2 separate regions of the Ovis aries genome follow, and region 1 is linked to region 2. The links are chromatin contacts, called in public Hi-C maps. All regions are on one chromosome and are shown on one strand. The core of a region is the stretch at or near the end of the contact, and the rest is flanking DNA. Distances in the headings are between cores, read along the strand shown. Region 1 overlaps LOC114116445 (a long non-coding RNA gene). Region 2 has its middle 120 kb from the start of MIR30A.

Evidence for each region. A called contact is a pair of places that touch in the nucleus more often than the background predicts.
Region 1: a contact with region 2 is called in a Hi-C map of retroperitoneal adipose tissue, with 2.5 times the contacts expected there. The contact joins two enhancer-like sites. A contact is called at or near these places in 10 of 16 Hi-C or Micro-C datasets (hypothalamus, liver, mixed tissues and 5 more).

Annotation. Positions count from the first base shown.
Region 1 is chr9:2,626,340-2,630,239 of ARS-UI_Ramb_v3.0, forward strand. It overlaps LOC114116445 (a long non-coding RNA gene), which reads left to right. Exons shown (of 2, transcript XR_003590365.3): 2 at 1-3,900. Among named protein-coding and RNA genes, the nearest start is that of MIR30A, 38 kb to the left of the region's middle. Within about 2 kb of position 2,167, at least 5 of the 54 cell types and tissues checked have an H3K27ac peak or open chromatin away from gene starts, as enhancers often do.
Region 2 is chr9:2,471,508-2,475,429 of ARS-UI_Ramb_v3.0, forward strand. No RefSeq gene overlaps it. Among named protein-coding and RNA genes, the nearest start is that of MIR30A, 120 kb to the right of the region's middle. Within about 2 kb of position 2,429, at least 6 of the 54 cell types and tissues checked have an H3K27ac peak or open chromatin away from gene starts, as enhancers often do.

The DNA.
Region 1 (3,900 bases), core at 917-3,416, 150 kb after region 2:
AATATTTGCAATAAAGTGTAAGCACTGTGGTAGAAGTATATCAGGTACCCTGATGGTCAGAGAGGAATGGACCTTCACTTTAGGTTGGGGCAGCCAGCACGTGTTAGGGGTGGTGGTGACCCGTGGGGGCCACAGAGCGTGTGGGCCTATGCCAGCTGGAGGGTTGGTCTAGTGCAGAACCAGCAGAATAAAGAACAGGCCTGCATGGGTCAGTCCTTCACAAGGCCGCAATCCCTTCAGTTATAACAGTTAAACCCACCTTCCACATGGCTTCATGGGCTTCCAGCACAGATCCATGAATGTGCTAGCTGGAATTCTCCCCAGCTCCTTCCTGCACGCCTCGCTTCATATGCCCCCTCTCCCCCAGGAAAGGCCTTGTGCCCCATACCCCCAGCCTGGATTCCCCCATGCCCTCAGCCAGCCTCTCCCTGAGCACTGCTGTTTCCATCTTTCCTGGTTCTCAGGTTCGTTTGCTAGGTGTCCTCACGCTGCTGCCCTGAGTTAGGGTCCCACACACCTCTCCACCCGCTTGCAGGAATCTTTTACCTAACCTCCCTTCCCTGCAGCCTGGCAGCTGGAGTCAACTCACAAGTGCAGGCCTGGCTGCCTCCTAGTTTGGGGAGGATGCCCCAATGTCTTGGCCCAGCATGTGGGTGTGGGGACCCATGTCATCCCCCTCTGTCCTGCCCTCCCCTCACCTACCTTCACCCACATTCACATTTGGCTTCAATCTGTGGGATTCTCAAAGGTCCCTGCAGAATGACTGTTCTTCAGACACTCGCAGCTGCACTGTCTCCTTCCCTGCCCACCTCTTCCGACCCCCCGCGTGCACCATCAACCCTCGATTACGTTCATTCCCCCTGTAAGACGCAGCCCAGGCCTCTGCTGACTGAGAAGCATGTTCTGACCCAGCACGGTGCCTGTCACACTCGAACAACAGCTCATGTGTCTGTGCTGAAGACTAGGCTGTGTCTTCCATGAGGTCAGGGATGATCCCATTCATTTCTCATCACTCAGAGTTTAGAACATTGGTGGTGTGTGATAGGCACCCACACGTGTTTGTCGAGTGAATGAGTTGCGTGCACTGTCTGGTGAGTTTGAAATCGGATGCCTCTTTGGTTTACCGTGTGGTGTTCTTCTATCACAGAGGGTTGTCCTGTGATACACAGTACTGACTTGCTTTGTCACACAAGCATTGTGTTCATCATAGATCAAGTCCAAGAGCCTTTGGAATAAACGTGTCATAGGAAAGAATTTCAGGTGTCAGCTAACTCCACTCATGGATACGCCTCTAACTGCAGGTCTGCTTCCTTCCAAATATTACATTTTTTTAAAACAAATTTCAGCATGATGTTAGCAGTTTGCAGTACGCCATTTGTATACACATAACTTATGTCTTACAATTACTTTTGTTTGTTTGAGTGAATTTGTGGCTACATAGGGCCTCCCTTGTAGCTCAGTCAGTACAGAATATGCCTGCAGTGCAGGAGACCTGGATTCGATCCCTGGGTTGGGAGATCCCTTCCCTGGAGAAGGAAATGGCAACCTGCTCAAGTATCCTTGCCTGGAAAATCTCATGGACAGAGTCTGGTGGGCTGCAGTCCATGGGGTCAGAATGAGTTGGGCACAACTGAGCGACTAACACTTACTTACTTACGGCTACATAGCCCATGATTAAAGTAACCAACTTTCAGTAATTAACCTGACATGTGGCCTTCTGTCTGCAAGCCCATTGCTCAGTTACAGGCTAGAGTGAGCTGAGGCAAAGTCGTAGTGCTCAGAAAGTGAGCAGCTGGGTTCTGCACCCAGAAAGGAAAGGTACACCGTTTAAGGGGTGTGTGAGTCTTTTGAGACCATTTTGAAAAATCATAGAATATTGAAAATCCCACATTAACGAGAAACCATGAGTAGACCCCAGGAGAATCCTAATGTATAGAAGGTAGGAAGAGCACACCCCCTAAGAGAACCATAATTTAGTCCCATGAATGGTTTCTGGTCTTCTCCCGTGACACTTTATGGTATCTTGAAACAATGCTGGGTTTCCCGAGGTTTGAGCTGCTGCCCGCCAGCCCCGCCCCAGAGAGCACTGAGGGCCAGATACTGTAAACACCCTACACTCTCAGCTGTGCACAGTGAGAAAGCTGGGAGGAGGCTGTTTACTCTCTCTGCCTTGGAAGTCAACTAGAGAAGCAGCCCGGGAGTGTTCTTACATGTGTCGTGTATGTGGTCCTAGCCAGTGTTTATTTATGAGGTCAGTGCTAAAAGGAAAGAAGTAAATTGATCATGCTAACAAACATAACAAATTTGTGAGATTTATCTTTGACCTGTCTAACATTATTTGGAGGAAAGAAAAACAAGTTTACCATAAACCCAAGAGATGAAGATTCTGGTAACTTACTTATGCAGCTGAGTCTACATTTTGCAGGTGACTGTAGGTGCTCTGTAAAAGCAACAAAAGGTAAAGCACCTTAAGGCCGATAATCTCCATTAACCTGAACAGCATTTCTACACTGAGTTTAGCTTTTGTTGAAGCAAAAGTTCTGGAGTCCTGAAACTTGCTATTTTGTCAAGGTGTTTGCAGGTTGGAGCCCCAGTTTGGCTTCAAGTGTGGCAATAATGGACACTATTAATAGGACCTGCTATTTAAAACCAGAATATTTTATAGTTACACATTTTGAGAAAAGACTGGATTTTTGAGGACACAGATATAATGTAGTAAGGAAAATTTTAAGAAAAATCCAAAACTAACTCCTGGATTCAACCTTCCCAGAAAACCCATAATTTTTACATTTCTTGTTCTCTGTAAATAGTTTAAATCAAAGATTTGTTTAGTAGCTTAGTCTTAGAATTAGATTTAACCCAACATTTATGTCCCTCTCTTGTTATTTTTTCTAACCAATATAGATAAGTTTTATTTGCAAGGAGCATATTTAAATTGGTATATTCTAATATAGCAAGCCCTTAAAGGTGTAAAATAATTGATGCCTGCTTCGCTGTGAAGCAAATGCAGACATAGCTGCTTGCATATGTTGTCTTGATACATCAACAATGCTGATCATTTAAGCTATTAATAAAAGACACTCTACTGCTTTAAAGGTATTAGAGGAACTTTTAATTCCATCTTCTTGCTGAGTGCAAAATATAAGACAATAGGAACAATTGTCTCATGTAAGTGTAACAAAAAAAAACAACCCTGGTGTATGAATCAACTGGTTTAGCATGTGATTTCAAGGAAGTATTTGAAAAGCTGGGCTTGCTGCAGCAGACTGACTGCACAGCCAAAGTGCTGGCTGAGCAACTCTGGCTCGGGCAAGTCATCAACCTTTTCAGGCCTTGCCTCCAGGCTCCAGGAAGCCCTCTGAGACAAGGCTCTCCAGTCTCCTCAAATAAACAGTTATTGTGAATGTTTAAAACTGCGCTTTCTGCCAGGAGACACAGATTATATGAGTAAATACAAAAACAGCTCCAAGTAGGAAGAGGATGACCCATGCGCTTTTCCATAGCTTTTTAGTTATTCTGAGTAAATATCCAGGATGTCTCTTGATTTTCACTTTTAGTCATGAGTGCAGTGTTCCAAAGCTTATTGAAATATGTACTGACCTTCCTTCCATCAGCCAAGAAATACTTATTGAGCACCTATTATTTGCCAGCTCCAGACACTGAGGATACACCACTGAACAGAAACAAAAGCCTTACTCATGTGAACCCACAAGTAGATACATATAGTGTGTCAGAATATAGACATCTTGTTTATTCTGGTATCTAAAGTATCTAATTTTATTCGGTGGTATCATTGCCTTTTTCGGTCTTGCAAAACTGAATGAATGAAATGAAATGAATGAAAAATTTATTTCACTGTCTGTCTATTAAAAATATCCAGATACAGATCTATATGATATT
Region 2 (3,922 bases), core at 1,179-3,678:
TATTTTTCATGTAAATAAAATATATACATGTCCCGGTGTCATTGACAGTTAGCATGAGTTGTCAGACTTTCTAATTCCAAGATTTTATTAGGATCATATTTTTTTAAATTTCAAATATAGTAGTTACTCCCTTCTGCTCCTTTTTTTCAACATATTTGTCTTTGCCTTGACTTGATTGGCATTTCACTTGGATGGACATCTTATGAAACCATGTCCATATTCACAAAGTTTTGTACTTAGAAAGTTTATTTCCACCTATCAAATCTCCTTATATTACTCTGAATTATCTTTTTATTTTTAATATCACTCTGAATTATCAAATCATTTGACATATGCCCTTAGTTTTCTGGAGTACTTTATGTTTTCTCATTTTCCATCAATCTAATGGTAGTGTTTAAATAAAATTGTACCTTATGAAAGAAAAAAAAACAATTTCTATTTATTTAACTTCAACAGGTTGAACATTGTTTAAAGAGAAAATTTCATATCAATAGAGACAGCAATATATTTACTTTCAGAGTTAGGAAATGTTTCCAAAAAGTATTTAGAAAAAACAACAACAACAACTCCTGTAACATTTTGTATACGGCTATATATATGAGGATGTGCACAGCAGAATCATTTCTTGATCTATGTAAATTACTTTCTTCTTGAATTTGATGCTTTCTTTAAAAATATAGTCTGAAAAGTATAAGGAACTTTAAGTAAACAGTCTCAGGGGCTGAAAATGGGAAACTTGCCATTGTTTCTGCGTCCACAGTAACCAGGTCAGCTTTTTTCACATTCTACACCAATAGCTGGATGCCATTCAGGAGAGAGAATAATTGCTGATAGCAGCAGAAATATTTTTAAACACCCCTCTTCTTTTCACTCACATCTGTTAGGTGTTTGAATGAATTTTCATCTTGCTTTCAGAACAGGTGCTTAACTGGGTGTTAAGTAGCTGGGGTCTGTGTGTGTGAATGAGAACAGCTAACGCAGAGTGAATCACGGGGCAGAAACATGATCCAGTCCCAGTGACCCATGATAGTCCCTGGCTTGAGGGATCAGGAAGAGAATTCTGTATTAGTTTCTCAAGCATAAACTGCTCAGCTGGTAGAGAATCCGCCCACAATGCAGGAGACCTGGGCTCCATCCCTGTGTTGGGAAGATCCCGTGGAGAAGGGAAAGGCTACCCACTCCAGCATTCTGGCCTGGAGAATTCCACGGACTCTATGGTCCATAGGGTCGCAAAGAGTCGGACATGACTGAGCGACTTTCACTTCACTTCACTTCACTTCAAACATAAACAGCCCATGTATTTGTGTGCCTTATCATTTTTGAATCTTGATGTTATTCTCAGAAATACATGCCAGCTTTAAAAATAGGTACCGCATTCCTAAGCACAGGGCTTGATACACAACAGCAAAAACTGCATTTTTATTTTACTGTTTAAAAGAACCAAATTTCCTCGCTGGAAAGAATGTCACAATTGAGAAATAGGCTGCATTTTACTGTTGCCTTCATGAAGCAGTAACTATAACCAATGCCCAGAAAATCTTAAAGTCCCCATAAAGCACAAACATTTAAGAGAAAAGAGCCCCTCCATAATTGTAACCCTAAGTGTATTTCTTTCTCCAAAGAAAAGCAATCTTTTTATTGGAAAATGAGTTTCTCCTTTAAGGACACTGGTTAGATGAGATCTCCCCTAGTCCACCTCCTCGGGTCTTAGCAGGGACCCCTCGTGAATCACATCTTCCCCCAGCCAGGTGTTTCTCCAGCAAAGAAAAGCTTTTAAGAACATGAGTGAGGGTGTTAGTAGTGAGACTCTCTTAAAGATACAGAGTGCTGAATATTTTTTAAAGAAATTCCCTATAGAGGGTATCATTTCACAAGCATAGATTCAATTATTACTTTTTCTTCTCTTTCTTCTTTTTTCCAGATTAAAAATTGAAGCCAAGAGTGGTTTCTCAACCACGAGTCCCATGACTCTGGGCTGTCCTGGATCACACTTTCCCTCACACTCCGAACGCAACCCACAAGCAAGTCTTGCCAGCTGCCTTCAGAAAGTTCCCAAATCCACCCACGTCCTCCACTGCCACCCTGGTTCAAGCGGCGACTGCTCTTCCCAGCACAATGGCATCTGTCTCTAACTGGGTGCCTCCCCACCCTGTGATGATCCACTGCCCACACAGCAGCCAGAGATTTTTCTGAAGTGTGATTCAGACCCCCAGGCTCCTCTGTTTAGGAATCCTCAATGGCTCCCCATGACCTCCAAGGCTTTGGGTGATCTGGCCCTGCCTGTTACTTCATATTAGGCCTCATACTTCATGTTCAACTTTCTCCCTAATTCATGGCACTCCAGCCAAGTTGCCTTTCTTTCTGTCCATCAGATGCCCAGCTTTTTCCTGGCTCAAGGCTTTGCTCCTATTGTGGTTTGTTTGGGGGTTTCTCTCCGCTGCCTCCCCTAGACCTCTCCATGGTGGCATCTTCATGAAAAGGAATGTCTCAGCTGCAGTAAGACAAAAGCCCAGCATCCCCTCCATCGTCTGTCTATTACAGCATCCTATTTTACCCTCTTCCTAACACTATTCTTGAAATTATTTTGTTCATTTGTATATGTGTTTATTTGATCACTTCCTGTATATTATGTCAATTGCTGCATGATCAATTACCCAAACATAGCAACTTTAAAACAAACGCAGTTATTACCTCACACTGCTTTCCGAGGCAGGAATTTGGGAATGCCTTCGCTGGTTTGTTCTGAGTCTCAGGTGAGGTTGCCTTTAGATGTCAGTCAGAGCTTCAGTCCTCTGGAGGATTGACTGGGGCTTGCTGCTGTTGTTCAGTCACTCCGTTGTGTGCAACTCTTTGTGACCCCATGGATTGCAGCATGCCAGGCTTCCCTGTCCTTTACCATCTCCAGGAGCTTGCTCAAACTCATGCCCATTGATTCAGTGATGCCATTCAACCATCTCATCCTCTGTTGTCCCCTTCTCCTCCTGTCCTTAGTCTTCCCCAGCATCAAGGCCTTTTCTAATGAGTTGGCTCTTCGCATCAGGTGGCCAAAGTATTGGAGCTTCAGCTTCAGCATCAGTCCTTCCAATAGATACTTAAGACTGATTTCCTTTAGGATGGACTGGTTGGATCTCCTTGCAGTCCAAGGGACTCTCAAGAGTCTTCTCCAACACCACAGTTCAAAAGCATCAATAACTTCCCACCCACCTTTCTTTATGGTCAACTCTCACATCCATACATGACTACTGGGAAAACCATAGCTTTGACTACACAAACCTTTGTTAGCCAGGTAATATCTCTGCTTTTTAATATGCTGTCTAGGTTGGTCATAGCTTTTCCTTCAAGGAGCAAGTGTCTTTTAATTTCGTGGCTGCAGTCACAATATGCAGTGATTTTGGAGCCCAGAAAAATAAAGTCTGTCATTGTTTCCATTGTTGCCCCATCTATTTGCCATGAAGTGATGGGACCAGATGCCATGATATTAGTTTTTTGAATGCTGAGTTTTAAGTCAGCTTTTTCACTCTCTTCTTTCACCTTCATCAAAAGCCTCTTTAGTTCCTCTTCGCTTTCTTCCGTAAGGGTGGTGTGGTCTGCATGTCTAAGGTTATTGATACTTCTTCCTGCAATCTTGATTGCAGCTTGTGCTTCATCCAGCCCAGCATTTTGCCTAATGTGCTCTGCATATATGTTAAATAAGTAAGGAGACAGTATACATCCTTGACATACTCCTTTCCCAATTTGGAACCACTCCATTGTTCCATGTCTGGTTCTAACTGTTGCCTCTTGACCTGCATACAGATTTCTCAAGAGGCAGTTCAAGTAGTCTGGTATTCCCATCTCTTTCGGAATTTTCCACAGTTTGTTGCTGGAAAACCTGATTTCAAGACAGCTGGCAGACAGGATTGGCAGGTTTTTGTTGGCTCTC